Regions from separate parts of the Anas platyrhynchos genome. Here region 2 is linked to region 1. The links are chromatin contacts, called in public Hi-C maps. All regions are on one chromosome and are shown on one strand. The core of a region is the stretch at or near the end of the contact, and the rest is flanking DNA. Distances in the headings are between cores, read along the strand shown.

Region 1 (7,882 bases), core at 1,369-3,868:
AACTTGTGTTTCAATGTTCAAGAAAAGTAGTACTTCTCTCAAACATTCCTTGGCCTTTGAGCACTCCGAAGTGCTCAAACTATCCCCCAAATCTTTTTACCCTAAAAACCTTTTAACCCATAACAGCTGCAATAAAGAACTGAGTCCCAACACAAAGTCACACTCAGGGATAACCCTTCTCAAAAGAGCCACCGTAGATATGAAACGAGGTTTGTTTCTGTTAAGATATTGTAATGCTAAACATGAATTGAGACCCAAGGGCACTACATAATGTCTATTGCTAATAAACACTCCAGGGTAACATTATTCTTTTACAGAAATATCTTCTTCAAGGACCAGGCACTGATAGCACTTTCAAGGCTCTACTCAACTACAGATAAAAACATGAACACAGTCTAGCTGGACTGCCCTGTGTGCTGCCCTTCACATATGAGACAAGCTGCTTTAACTGTCTGTGTGCTGGAGCTCGACCAGATTACAAACTGGATCTGTTAAATAAACCCTGAGTTCAACACAACATTTACCAAAACTGCTTCAGTACCATTAACGCAAGTCAGCCTGGTCTATGCCTACTGCACTGAGGATGCACTTCAGCGATGAACCCTTCAGAAGTGCAGACACTGCAAGGAGCTTCCTTCCCATTCCCTGGAGGTTACGGCTTCCCTCTGCACTTCAGAAGCTGCAGGCTTCTCTTTTCAAACACTTCTGTGAAACCTTACTCCAGTTAAAAGCTTGACAGCTGAACTAGCACATCACAAGGTGACTGAAGCCACAACCTGTGCAAACTACTACTGAAAGGGGTACCAAGAGCACTCCCCCTCTATTTCCCCAACTCCAGTGGCCATATCTCAGCCTCTCTTGCCAGCACTAGCACTAATGAGCAAGGAACCACATCAGGGAGATGATTCAAGCAACCAGTATCACTCCTACCACACTCTCTCCAGAAAAGCAACACATTTTCATGGACATCATTAGCACTGGTGCAAGCATGGCTGGAGAAGAGTTAGCCCAAGGGTGAGAGGAAAGATCAAGCCCATCCTCATGGCAGAATCCAGTACTTAGGTAATGTATAATCTGAGAGTGAACTACAGCAGTTCTAACTGGTTTAAACCACTACTTTCTCAGTACATAATCCCAAACTTCTCTACCACCTTATAGATCTGAACCAGCCCAACCATGCGTATCAGCTGAGAGTAGGATCGCTTATGGCAGAAACAACTCAGAACTCTGAATTGTTGTGGAACCACAGCCCAAGAGAGAACATTAAGGTCTCTTAACCAGCTTTGGTAATGAAGGATTTGTGTCAGAGAAACATATTCTCAGCTCGCATTTAGGTAAATAAATCACTTGACAGCAGCACTAGTAACTAGTTTTACAGAACTGACAGTGGTTTTAGGTGAAAAGTACAGGTATGGAGCTGTTTTTACAACTTGCCCTATTACAGCAAAGGGCAAGCTTCAGCAAGGTTGGTTATAGTTCAGCTGAATTATATCAACCTCAAAATACCACGTTCCACTAGGTCCAGGAAAACCAACCAGCACTTCAAATACACCTGAAGGACCATCTCTGCTAGCAGCCAACTCTTAGTACCAGTGCTGTGAAGAGGAATATACGCAAACATTTACGTTATCCTCAGCTAAGTGCATAGCTGGTGACCAGCTCACATGCCGTATTCTCCTTGCTCAGGGAAGTATGACAGGCTGGGTACCTGACTTTTCAGCACCTGAGGTCAGGAGAGATGAAGACGGCCTTCAGACAGTTGCTGTTGGATCACGTTTGGCAACCCACCAAACTACAGCTTCCAGCAGCCCAGCCCTCTCCTGTCAGAGGCCGCCAGCCACAGGAACAAGCATAGGCTGGCCGGTTAGGGGGCAGCAGGTAATGTAAGTGAAGCAAGGTAACAGCCCACCAGCTCTGGGATCAATGTGTCCCTCCCTAGCTGCTCACACCAAGGTCCATCCCTACTGCTGGCTCTGGCACTCACCTCACCACACAGCAAGCCAGGCCTGGCTGCATCCCCACTAATAAACAGAGCTGGTTGTGCACGCAAATCCCAATAAATTCACACTGACAGAAGCACTGCCTGAGGGCTCATGGAACCAAGAGAAACACACATGGTTCAACTTCGAGGGTTTTAGTCTGTTTCAGTAGAACTTCAGATTAATTTCTCTCTTTTTTAAATAGCTTTAGTAAACCCTAAGACAAATAAGTTTAAGCACGTAATAAAGCCTGAAAGCCCCCCCCCGCGGCCTGCCCCGCTGACCTTGGCGGAGGTCGGGGTCCTGCAGCACGTCGTGTGCGCGGTAGTCCTCGACGCCGTGCAGCCGCAGGATCTGCACCACGGCGTTGCTGAAGCCGCAGAGGGGCTGCTCGGGGCTGCCCTTCATGAACACCACCACCGGGTGCGCCCGCACCAGCCGCTCCACCGCCTCCCGCGACCCCGTGCCCGACCCCGAGCCGCCCCCCTCGGCCCCGCCGCCCTCGGCCGCCGCCTGGCTCAGCAGCCGCCGCCCGGCCCAGCCCCGCGCTGCCCAGCCGCCCCCGGCCAGGCGCAGGCCGGCGCGCAGCGAGCCGCTCATCCTGCCTCGGCCCCCACCGCCCGCACCAACTGCCCGCCCCTGCCCCGCTGCGCCGGCCTAGAGTCACCGTTACTCGCTGATTGGTAGAGACGGGGAGAGGTCGCACGGGATCTACGCCTTTTCACAGGCATAGCAGCTGTCAATCAACGCTGACAGCCAGTAGCGTGGAGCTCCAGCTGGCTTTGTCCCGCCCACCAGCGCTGTGCGGCTATTTGTGGAGCGGACGGCGCTGCCGCAGCTCCATTGGTAGAATCACCCGTCAATCCGCGCCCGGAGGGTTAACCCCGCCTACTCCCTGCCGCCATTGGCCAGGCTCCCCCGGCGCGGTGCCTTAAGAGGGGCAGGGCGGAAGGGGGAGCTTCTTCCGCTTCCGGTGCTGGCGGTGGGCGGGCTGTGAGTGGGGCCGGGCATGGCGCTGGTTGTGCCGCGGGTGCTCGGGGCTGCGCCCGGCAGCAGCTCGGTCTGCGAGGAGCCTCGGGGCAGCCCCTGAGGCCTCTCCGAGGGCTGGGAGCGCAGTGCAGGAGAGTTCAGCGGCGGCCGGGCGGTGAGTGGAAGAGGTACAGCGAAACCTTCCTGGCTACTGGGAAATGAATTAGCACGGCTCGCAAATAACAGGCCTAAATGCACCTTTAATCTCCCGTTAATTTACGTTATGGATCTGGCACCTGTACTTCTGGTGTATTAACGGCCACTCGTAGGCGTTAAGAAAAGGAGTTCCCCAAGTAACTCGTGCTGTTCAGCTCCTCCGGGAGTGCCAGCTGCAGCGCAGAAGGCAGCGGGTTCTGTGCCTGCAGTGTATGGAGCACTGCTGCAGCTTTCAGATGTGTGTGAAGCTATGAAAAAATCCTTAACAGGGATCTGAAGGCAAAGTTCACATATTGTACTGCACATGAGCATTGTATATTGGGAGTATATTGTATATATGGCAGTATGTTTTTCAGCCACCTTATTTTCTTCTGATCTAGACAGAGAAGTCAATGCTTGCCTGTTAATCGTAATGCATAAAACACAGAAGGGTTGTTTACTATGTATGTGTTACTATCCAGTGTGAGCTGGATAAAACTAGTAAATTCCACAAAGGTTTTTGTCATATGGTTATGTTATACAGAATCAGAGCCTTAAGTCTTAAGTGTAAGAGGCTTAGTGGTACACTTTCACGCCTTTAGTCTAGCTGAAACACTCCTGCCACTCTGTTTCTGGAGATTCCAGAGGGAAATAAATAAAAACTGATTGAAAAGAAAGAGCTTCTACTCTTAAAGCTAACTAAAAGCTTTCAATTAAAAATAATAAGTTGAAGGAACTTGATACTATCTGCATTCCTGTATACTCTTTTAGCTGTTTCTCCAAGCAGATGGTTAATAAATAGAATGTAGAGTAAGGACATCAAACTCATGTGTCATAAGACTTTGTGAGGACGTGTTCCCCTGGGAATGACATAGCCAGTTCTAAGTTGCAGCTTAATCCTCTGTAGTCGAAGAGATGCCCTTGGTTGCTGGTACTCTGGGCAGACCAGGCTTGCAGAGAGAGCACTGATGGGAGGAAGCCGAGGCATGCCTGTAAGAGTAGTGGCAGCAACATGTGCAATGTTCCTCTAACAGCTCGCATTCTGTTGTCACGGAGATAATGGCTCATCCCATGTCATTATCGATCTATCAACAGTAAGAGCAATTTTGCAGTCTGATATTGTTTAGCAAATAGAGCAACTTCTGCTGAACACTTAAAAACTGCTATAAATTTTGAAAAGCTTCTGCAATGTCTGTGTGCTTGGTTAAACAGAAGTACCTGAACTCGTAGTTATTTGTTGTAGTGATGTGAGGTAATGCTAAGCTTAACAGAATGCATTTTAAAGAAAACAGTACTGTCAAATGTTTTTTTATTGCAAAGTATGCAGCACCATGTAAGGGAATAAACAGTTCTTGCTACTGATAAGACTTGAACAATTAGCCTGTGTACTCTGTACTAACAGAAATAACTATTTGTTATCTGGTTCAGTTTGCTGTTGGTCTAAGTGAAACTTCTTATATTTTCCAGATAATGATTTAAATCACCTGTTCAGAAGAAATATTAATGGGACTTCCTTGAGACTGCTGATGTTTTGTTGATCTTCCTGTTAGAAGATGTATTATCACCTCATTTTGAGAAGAGCAATAGGAGTTGATATTCAAACTGCAGGGCTTAATTGGTCAGCCACAAATAAGGTTACTTCCAGGCATTCTGCAGCTGAGCAAAAACAGTAGTTATGAGTCAGTGGTTTGATGTGCTTATGTAGTATGCAAGCACACATCTAAAAATACTATTAGAGAGCTTTTTCTTCATGTCCAAGTTAGATACTTGTCTTCCTGACTTGTTGCAGGGTCTGGAAATGAAGCCCCTTATGTGTGTAAATAGTTGAGCTCTGCTTAAGTTTTTTTCTTTTGAAGCTTTTTAACTGGGATGGTTTGAGCTCCTGTTCTGCATGTCAGGTAAGTAATTTGAGGCATACAATCAGGGCAGCATCTGGCAGCATTAACATATCCTAAATTCTGAGAGCATTAAGAATGTTTAAAATGTACCTACAGTTCTGGCCTGCACAGTTAAAATCTGTGTGGCATGCTTAAATTGTGAATGCTGAAGAAGCAGCTGTGAACAGTTCCTGATTATTAACAAACAGCAGAACTGTTGAAATACTATGTTTTTTTCTTGTAGAAACTCAAGCTCCATGGGAAATGGACACTTTACAATCTGAGGTGTATCTAACTTGTCCTGGATCTAACCAAGAGACCTATAAGCAAGTTTGTTTCTGAACTAGATGAATAATTGAATCATATTTATGCATTCATAGGATAGTCCAAAGAGGGTGTTTGCATTAGCTTTAAAATGCATCAGTCCATTTCATGATTGACAGAGGCAAAGAATATATATGAAGTTACATAAGTCAGTTTTAATGGATGATCTATGTGATCTGGGTGAGTTGATTTGGATCAAGGTAAGAATGCCTTTAGCAGGGAGAAGTCATGCTGGTAATCAAAGCAAAAACCTTTGAGCCTGGCATTTAATGATGAAAAATGTTCAAGCTTAAATGCAGACCTTGAAGCTAGATACAAAGTGATAGTCATAGAACATCCCAAGTTGGAAGGGGCCCACATGGATCATCTCTTTATGAAGATTGTGTCAGTTCCTGCTAAGTCTGCTTTTGGAATTGAGCAATAGAAAGCTAGAGACTGGGATTCTAATACATGTATCTCCTGTTCTTTGTGTTCACTTTTGACCAGTGTTGAAGAACAGGGTCCTGGGCGCTGAGCATCAGGCTTAACTACGTATGGTAATCTTTACAAATTGTGATGTACTTAAAATGCTGGAAGTGGCTTCTGGTCTTTCCTAAGCATGGGAAAACCCTAGGGCATCTTTTGCCTGTAAGGAATTCTTGTTCCCTAGTAAAGTCCTAGAGCATGTTCATGGCACAGCTACTGTGATAGGAGTGCTTTTGTTGGCTTGGTTTGGTTTGAGAATGTGCAGCTGCAGAGAGGCAAGGAAAGCTCTGATGTGCGTGTCTTTACTGTCCACGAGGGGGCTCTGGCAGGTCGGGGCTGAATGCCCAAGGTCCTCAACTGAGTTACTTCACTAAAGTGGTAGGCTGTAGTAACTGGATGCCTATTGCCCCTGGGGTGATTAAATCTGTTTTTCAATTCCTATACAAAATCTTTCTATACAAATTTAAAAAAAATACAGCAAGGTACTTTTCTGTCTCGTAAAAAATGTATCTGTTAGAAAAACATGTCTCAACTGCAGTGGGTAAATGATCTTTTCAATGGGAGAGGACAGATGCTACCAAAACTGTCATCACATGGGTATCTCAACTGTATGAGAAATTTCTCCAAATAAAAATTCAAGTGTTTTGCACACATCAGCACATTTGTGTGCAACTCTGCAGTTTGCATGGAATTCTTATAGAGAATCTCAAGTATGTTTTTCTTAGCAATGTAAACTTGATGCTATGGTATTTCAATAAAGATTTGTTTTTTGTTACACACCCTTCAGTCTTTTTTTTCCTAGGAATGTGTTTACATGTTCTAACAGATTTGAGTTCTTATAACTTCCCTTTTGAAAAACTGCAGTCTAATCTGTGTTGTGAGCCTAAATCATGTGAATTGCTGTTGTTTAATCTTTGCTTGACAAATCTGTATTAAATTCTGAGGAGTGTGGAAGCTTTTTGTTTAAACATTTGTCTTCAGTTGTTACTGTTAGCAATGTAACTTTGTTAGATGTAGCATAAATAAGCTCACTTCTGTAATTGAGGGTAATTCTCAGCTCTGGAAATGCTGAGGCTACTTCTCAGCTGTATACATTTGTGGCAGTGCAGAAGGGACATTGCAGGAATGAAGAAAGTGAGGCTTAAATGAGAAACTAAAATGAGCCAATATGATCAATGGCATTATAAAAAAAATCTAGCTCCACTATTACTTGAAGAAAAAAATCTCCCTCACTTGTGTACATCTCCATGTGGATTTGAATTTTTGTCAGCTTGAATTATTTTGACTGAAATTTCTTGTGGGTGTTGAACAATTCTTTGTTCTACTAAAGAACCTAAACTTGGATGAGGTAAATGATAAATACGGTGATTCTCAGAAGACAGCTGTGGTGCGGAACTTGAAGGCTTGAGACTTTCCTGAGAACTCTCTGAAAGAAGTGTGCCTGGAAACTTGCCCATGTTTGCCTGCAATGTGCTGTTCTGGGAACGTTCCTTGTATATGTGCAAACTAAACCAAGCTTACTTTTTCCCACTGTGGTATTGTCCCTGGGTTTTGAATTTTTTTTGTGGATTGGGCTAGGGTCTGCTTCCATAAACCCCTGTAGAGGGTTTATGGTGGTACTGCTGGAGCTGTGCAGGGTAAAATCAGGAGTAGAAGAGCTTTAGGTTTAAAAAAAAAAAAGGCTCTTCCATGAACAAGCTAGAGGGGAGTAGGACAGAAAGGGCTAAGCATGAGTGGCACACTGTTTAGCCGCTTCCTTGGACATAGCTATGGAATTACAGGGTTTAAAAAGTGCACTGAAAAGATGTGATATTTAATTGTAGCACTCACTGGGCTTATATAGAGGCCTGTTTTCTTTGAGCAGAAATGAGCGGTTTCTTTTTTTTTTACATTGCATCCTATGAGTAACAGCCTGGAGAAAGCCCTGATATTTAAAATCACTTTTTTTTATAGTAGTGCAGTTCTGCAGAATGCAGTAGAGCATGCATCTGAGTCATCCTTGGGCTCCCTTCCCGATCAGTAGCCCTTTGGCTCTTCGTCGAGAAATTGGTTTGGATACTCATTTTTGTTTCA
Region 2 (7,882 bases), core at 2,212-4,711, 190 kb after region 1:
ATAGCAAAAAAATATCCATCCCTTCAAAGGAGGGGATAGCGGTGATAGAACAATAAAGGATAGCACAGGTTTTATCCTAACTGTGCTTTTAAATCAAAAACTCCTGTCAGCTGGCATGCTCAGAGAGGAAGTAGCTATGGAGAAAGACACCCTTTTCTTTATAAGAAAATAACTTCCAGAATTCTCCTGGCATTTGTGTTTTGTTTTCTGTGTTTTAAGTATTCTGCTTGCCTTCTCTTTGAACCTCCTTGAATTGGATAAAATTCATTATTTAATCATGGCCTGCAGAGGATTAAGGAGGGTTTCTTTCTGCTTTATTTTATGTTAGAAATAATCAAGAATGCCAATTTCCTTCAGTACTTCAGTTAAAATTGGAAAAATAGACCCATATGTTCTGACAGCTCCCACTGGATAAGGCTGAACAGCTGCTCCTCTTCCTAAGGTTTTGTCATGGGATATAATTATTCTTCCATCCATAAAAAACAGAAGGGTGCCCCTTCAATGGTATAAAAATGCTTAATATTGTGACATTTAATAATATGGGCATTACAAAAGACATGCTCTAAAGAACAACTGAGGTTTGAGCTAGGTAAAGGAAACAATGTGGTAAAACCATAGGCCTCTCTGTCAGTTTTCATCTGAAATCATTTCACAGAGGTTTAAATGAACCTCAACATGTTCCGGTTACCTTTATCTCCTCATACTGATTTAGTGGGCACAAACAGTCATACTAAGGAAGCGGTAAGTCCCCGGCAGAGTGTAGATGGATGAGGAAAGCTGGATCTCTGGTGACAGACCCTTTGCTGTATACCCATTGCATTCAGCCCAACTAAAAAGGGGGAAGCGGCTTTCTACTGCATTTACCATCTTCGTTAGGCAACAAGGATGATCTCCAGTCCATCTGTCAGAAAGTGTGATCTTAGGATAGTCCTGACTTTCCTGGCTGGACTAACACAAGTGTAACTGCATTGCAGTGTCTTGTAGGGCAGACAGGATCAGTGAAACACAGCACGAAACTAAACCCATCCACTGTGGAAAGGAGGTGCCAGGAGTGGGCAGAATGGGGCCAGCTGTGTATATTTACGTTATTTAAAGGTTTCCTGCCACAAAAATGACCACATTGTCCAGATGCGGCTATATCTTTACATCACTGGTGTGGTGATTTGTATGGGCAGTCTATAGATCTGGCCACTCACCATCAGTGCTGTAGGTAGGCCTGTTCAGAGCTTTAAATGTGTGTATCCCATCACTGTGATAAGGTATGGTAAATACACATCTTTTTATTGCACAAAGAGTAGGAAAACTGTGGAAAATTAAGGGTTTTTGGACACTTGTGAGGGAAGGACAGGGAAGAAAAGTTAAACAGGAAAGCTGAATTTTGCATTTAGCAGACAAAATGTGACCAAGTCTCAAACTGTTGCTGTTGTCAGTAAAGATTTGCACTGTTTACTTCCATCTTTGGCACGGTTCTTTTTACCATGCTCAGAAGATAAAACAGCAACCACCAAAACCTCTCTTGTTGGTCAACAATTCATTTGTTGATAATGTAAATGAACCCCGAGAAGAGGGCACCAAGGTAAAAAAGTTGAGCTATTAAATCCATGGACAGCACCAGGACAATCTTAACAGCTGGTGTTGACATTGAAAACATTGACTGGAACTGCAAAGGGTGAGCACAACGTGTTGAGCAGGTAGAGGCTTGTCAGTGAGCCAGATACAGCTTTTTCAAGGTCACTTTCAGACACAGCTGTTCAAGAGTGAAGCTGCAATTTTGTGCTCCAACCCTACAGTAACTGATGACTGCCATTTATGTGGGGATAAGATCAGACAAAAATGGGATGTGATTACTGCATTTCAGCTCTCTGTTATCTACTTCAATTTACATTAGGCCGAGGAACTTTCAAACTCCACATTTGAATGTACAAGAGTTATCCTCTCTATGGCTACCTGAAAGGAAGGTATGGGGAGCTGGGGGTCAGCTTCTTCTCACAGGTAACTGGTGATAGGACTAGAAGGAATGGCTTCCAGTTGCGCCAGGGGAGGTTCAGGTTGGAAATGAGGAGACATTTCTCCTCAGAAAGAGCTGTCAGGCATTGGAACAGGTTGCTCAGGGGGGTGGTGGAATCACCATCCCTGGGGGTGTTCAAGGAAAGGTTGGACGTGGTGCCTAGGGACATGGGTTAGTGGGTGACATTGGTGGTAGGATGATGGTTGGACCAGGTGATCTTGGAGGTCTCTTCCACCCTTAATGATTCTGTGATTCTATGATTATTTGTCCGATGCATCTCTCTGGCCTGGGCTGCAGCTATGGATCTAAGTCATGCCGTAATCAAGCCTGGAGGCTTGATTATTAGCTTCATCTCTGTGAAGAAGGTTCAGTCTTCTCACCAGTCACCAAGAGAATGGTGTTGGCAGATGATGCCATGGGAGGTGGGCACTAGGAAATTAAAATAATCATGGTATTTGAAATTACAATGAACAGTAAGGAAACTCCAATGAGCTAGTTCCGCTCAAGCAATACATTTCAATCCTGTGCCCTACCTTACTGACCAGTTCCTCACACTTACAACCAAACATTTCGCTACATCAGGTAATATTTGGCAGTCTTGTTGCACTGCAGCCCTGTTTAGGTAAGTTAGGTAGATTCAAGGCTTTGTATTATCTTGCAATTTCCCTCTCAGTTTTCCAAGGACTTGAAGCTATTGACGTCAATTGTGACAAAGAAATAAAAGCTGGAAAACAGCAGCATGAGGTGCAAGAGAAATTGCATTCCTGTCTGTGCACCAAGCATTATTAATTTTTCATTTACCCTATTTACCCCATTTACCCTAGATCAGCTGTTTCATCCAAAAGATTTTTTTTTTTTTTTTTTAAATATAGTTGTAGCTTGTAATGTCACTCAAGTGAGTGCTGACAAGAGACTGGAGACCAATGGTACAGCTAGTCAACACTGTCCCAAGCAATGGCAAAAGGAGATGCTGCTGAGGGAGCACAGATGGACCCAATTGCCTCCAGTGGCCCTTTCTCTTCTTCTCCATTCTGGCCTAGCACCAGCAAGGGCTGTCGGTGCCAGCTCCCTGATGAGCAGAAAGGACACTCTGACCACCTGTGTGTATGGATAAGTGGAATTTCACTACACAGAAGCACTGGAGGTGAAGCGCTGCTGTGCCCTGAGACTGATCGAAGTCATCAAGGACTGCTTTTTGCCTCCTGTTGAGTGACATTCAACTCTTCAAGACCACTCCTGCCCCAGAGGAAAGAGCAGTGCCCTGCAGGCGGCCTCACCACCTCCCTACCCTACAACCCCAACACCACAGCGCGACCCCAGCCGCCTCCAACCCCGCCAAAATGGCGGCTGCCGCCCTTCGCCTCAGCGCTGCGCCACCGCCTCCCGCGCGCGCGAGCCCCGCCCGCGCGCATGCGCAAGGCAGGAGCGGGGAGGGGGGGGCGGAGCAGCCGGGTCCGAGAGCCTCGCGGCGCTCCGGCGGGGGGAGGGGAGGGCACACACACGTGAGCGCCGGGACCACCCGGCGGCTCCCCGGCAGCTGCCGTGTCCCGCGAGCGGATTGGCCGGTCGGTGAACCTTTCACCTTTTACCCGCCTCCCGCCGCCAATCGCGCGGCTCCTTTCACAGCGCGGCGATGGGGAGCGTGCGAGCTGCGCAGGGCGGAATTCTCGGAGCGGGCTTGCGTCGCGGGCGTTGGGCGGCCCCCGTTGGTATGGGCGGGAGGGCCGGGGGAGGTGCTCCGTTTGCGTAGGGCCGGCGGCGTAAGGAAGGGGGGGGGGGCAGGCAGGGGGAGGCGGCCGCGCGGGGGCCCAGGTGAATGGAGGAACCTGACAGCCGGGGGCAGCGCGGCGGCGGCGGGCAAATGGCGGCGGCGGCGGCACAATGAGACGCGGCCTGTAGCGGGGGGACGCGCCGGGCCGCCTCCCGTCACGGCAGGTAGGAGATGGCGGCCGCGGCCCGGCCCCGCGGGTGCGTGAGGCGGGGGCCGCGCTCCGGCCCCTCGCGGCTTTGTCTGCGTGAGGGGGACGGGGGGCAGGGGGCGCCGCTCCGGGGCGCTGCGTGAGGCGCTGTGCCCGCAGCACGGCCCCGCGCCGCTCCTCTCCTCCCCGAGCGCTTGTAGGAGGAAAATGTAGCGGCAGGGCGGCGAAGGCGTGCCTGGTGCCGCGTGGTGTGGGGCTGAGAAAGGCCAGGAGGGGAAAAAGGCGTAGTTCTGCGCCGGGGTTGGTTGGTGCCGGGGGTAAAACTGGAAAAAGGGGTGAAGGAGTAGGAAATGCGCGGTGGTACTGACATCTGGGGGGGTTCTTGGTGTGTTATCGTCCCTCATAAATCGTTATTTCCAAAAACTAAATCACCAGTTCAGCAAACTTCAAATACTGAGAGTCTGGAGGTTGTTTGGCACTCTACGTTGTGAGGTACCAGCAGTCGTGTTTGGCACTTCAGGTCACAAGATATCAGCAATCTTTACATTAAGATACTGGACATCAAGTTATGCTGTGAGCTAAAGCGCTGCAAGTTGTAGGTTTGATGGTGATGACCACTTTTAAAGGAACAAGAGAAAAAGGAAAATCAAAACAGAATAACTTTCTAGACACTCTTTTCTTTATCTTACCTTATGCTTTTTGTTTTGCTGTACAAACCATTCTGGGTGCTGTGTTGAAGTGCAAGCTGCATGTATATCTTTGGTAAGTTGAGTGTGTGGTGGTTTTTTTTTGTAACCAGTTGACATAGACACAAACTGGAATGATTTCTAATATGCCACAGTTGTTCTAAATCTTGCAATGAAGAGCAACCTTCCCCTTGTCTGTGTCTCCAGGATATGTTGTAGTCTTCATAACTACAAAAGGTTTGGAGATATTCCTGGAAGTTTGCAACTGGAAGGTGATTATGTGTATATAATCATTGGACTGCTACTTCATTATTTATTAATGCATTGGGTTAAAAAGTATATGCCTCTGTATTCAGAAGTGCCAAGCTGTGAATTAGCTACTGCTGTTTATGAAAGTGTCTTGGTGATACTTCAGTTCTGTGCAAGTGTCAGCCCAGTACTCACCAATCAAAAAGTTTATTAAAAGTTGGAATTAAGAATTAAATGAAAATAAACTGGCATCATTATGACAGTTTAATTCCTTGTTTGGCCATATATTTAATGCTAAATGCAGTTTGGGGATCTTTCCTGTCTCTCTCTTCTACATCAAAAAGGCAGTGTTAGGCTAAAAAAAAAAAAAAAAAAGGTAGCAGTAAAGTTGACTAGGACTTTTCACCTGGGGAAAGAGTCCCCAGAGGAGGGGTAAGGGGCATTGTGCAGTAACTTTTTGAAAAAAAAAAAAAAGTTTTTGAAAGGTTACTGTAGTTTACAGATTTAAAACAAATGGAAGGAATCACTGCTTTATATCATGGGTAACTAAAATACCTGGTGCATCATATTAGGAATGCCAAAAGTTTACTTGAAAAATGAAACAGTTAAGTTGTAGGGGAGAGGGAGAAACTATCAAACACAGAAATATCTTCTCAGACTCAGCAAACATCAAGGTGACTGGTCAGTGAAGTTAAATTCAAGGCTTCCCTTACTATTATACACCTTTGTATATGTCCTCCATTGGATACTGGCAGAAGGAGGCCAACAAGCTGGAAAGATACTTTATCTGACATAGCATACAAACCTTTTTATAGGAGTTATACTTTGCTTCTGAGATCTATCTTAATGCCCTTTAGATTAGGGGAAGAAAAAAAGCAGAATCTACAGTTTAAAAAAACAAACAAAAAACATCACTTTTGTGTATTCTATACAATTCCTGTTTCAAAAAATTGTGAGGTCCTTTTTCCTTGACACAAAGTTGCTTCAGGTGCACCTTATTACAGAGTTTGAGTACTGGTGCTTTGCCCATGTACACTTTCTGTATGTGCATTGATCTGTAACTGAATGCAAATTACTGGGGAAAAAAAAGCATATTTATCCTTTTTAGTAAAGCAAGGAGCAACCTAGTAAAATGGATATGGTGAACGTGGAGTTGACTTATTTTCTCTTTGGGTAAGCTGTAGAATGTGAGTGAGAGCAAGAGTTCAAGAAGATTTTTAGAAAGGATTGTACCCTTAGGGACGAGCATTATAGAGTGATGAGCATTGTAGTGCTAAGACTACAGACTACTTTTATTTATGGCCTAATCTAATCTATCAAGCATCAAAACATATTTGGACATGGGTTATACCATTATTTCATAATTACTGGAGAGAAAAATCTAGTTTTCTTTTTTTTTTTTGTGCAGTTGGTGTGGTACAAACTGCGGATATGGAGCTTGATAGGTTGCTGGCAGAGCAATGAGGTGGCTGCTGTGCTCCACTTCCCTCCTGTCGTAATGGCTCACTGTGTAGCTACTGACCATCTGTGTCCCATCACCTTTGTATTTCAGTAGTAATTTCTTCATACTGATAGCACAGAAATTATTTTACACCCTCTGACTCCCAGCTTTCCTTCCTCAGAAGTGGCTCCCTTTAAGTTAAGTAAAAGGGTAATTGTAGTACTGTACAGAGCAGTGACCTCTGTATAATTGTGTGTGATGTGCTTTTTGAACATGCTATCTTGAAGGCAAATAATAAGTAAAGGAAAATGATGCTTTCTTCACTCCATCCAGACTTCTTTCTTCATCCTTCGGCCTTTCATGCCTTCTGTATGGATTGTGATAAGTCAGAAGAGAATCCTGATACAGAGTAAAAACTAAAACTTCACTTTTTAGCTGAAGTTACTGCAATCTTTGGTTTGAATTCAAAGCTTTGGTGTTCAAGCTGTGCTGAACATTTGAGGGGAAGGGCAGGTGTAGGAATGCCATTAAATAACCTAACAGATGGAATCTATGGGACACAGCAGCATGCAACTTTATTAAAGTATGCTTTGATACCCTGTTAGGTGAGGTGAACTCTTGGTTTTGATAGTTCTTCCATGCCTTACCTTCTGATGTCACAGATACTCAACTTTGAACTTAAACAGTGTATCTCAAACTCTGTTGTTATTTCTGCTCTTTACTGCAGGCTGGGTTAGTTAAAGAATTTTTCCCTGATATTTCTTACCTTTAAATTGCTGCGGTGTCTGGACTTGTGAAGTGGAGAACTGAAGCTAACATTAGTGATTTTATTTGCACAGTTACACAGCTTTTGTGCAGGAATGTTGGAGACGTTGAAATGTCCTTCTCTGGTGGGAAAAGAAGGAAGAGCAATATTCTCCAACTTTTCCTTGCATTTTTTCCTTGCAACTACTGAAGCCTGGGGTCTTTTGTACCTGTTGTTGTGGATTTTATGTAGCTGCATATACATGAATCTGCAGTTTTTTGTTTTTTTTTTTTTTTTTGACTGACCAGTGGGACAGGTTAGTCCCTTCTGACCAAGGCAATAGAACCAAAATCATTCTCTTCATCCTTGCAAATTCAAGAGTCTTGTAGAAAAACTTTGCTCTGCTTTTTTCTGTTCATGTCCATCACGTAGCACTGCAAACGCTGCCATGTAAGGTGTAATAATCAGTTCCTGCCCATGTTTTGCATCTTTTTGTGTCATTCATAAAGGATCAGTTCCTTAACTGAGTTCACCAAATAAGTATGTGTTTGTGTCTGAGATGCAGTGGGATGGCTGCTGGGAATAGAGGTGGACAGGTTGGGACTATTTCAGTCGGCATTGTGGGTTTTTAGAATATTTTTGTGAATCACCAAGTGTCCTTGTTTCTTTTCTATTTTTTCTTTACCATTTGTGTACACAAGAAAATCCCCAACGTTTACTGTTAAAAATTAAGACCTGGTTTCCATTGCCTGTCTCTCTTTTGGAGTCTCTTATTCCTGATAAAATGTCAACCCATGTAGAGTTTGCTCAGCAGAGATACTAAAACCTGACTGG

What was found. Hi-C and Micro-C count contacts between places; a contact is called where the count stands out from the background.
Region 2: a contact with region 1 is called in a Hi-C map of subcutaneous adipose tissue, with 2.6 times the contacts expected there. The contact joins the promoter of DICER1 here to the promoter of GLRX5 in region 1. A contact is called at or near these places in 2 of 8 Hi-C or Micro-C datasets (liver and subcutaneous adipose tissue).

Annotation. Positions count from the first base shown.
Region 1 is chr5:15,197,013-15,204,894 of IASCAAS_PekinDuck_T2T, forward strand. It overlaps GLRX5 (glutaredoxin 5), which reads right to left and starts at 2,619. Exons shown (of 2, transcript XM_027459380.3): 1 at 2,264-2,619. The coding sequence starts at 2,579. It also overlaps LOC113843923.
Region 2 is chr5:15,386,448-15,394,329 of IASCAAS_PekinDuck_T2T, forward strand. DICER1 (dicer 1, ribonuclease III) reads left to right here and starts at 3,462. Exons shown (of 29, transcript XM_072038339.1): 1 at 3,462-3,573.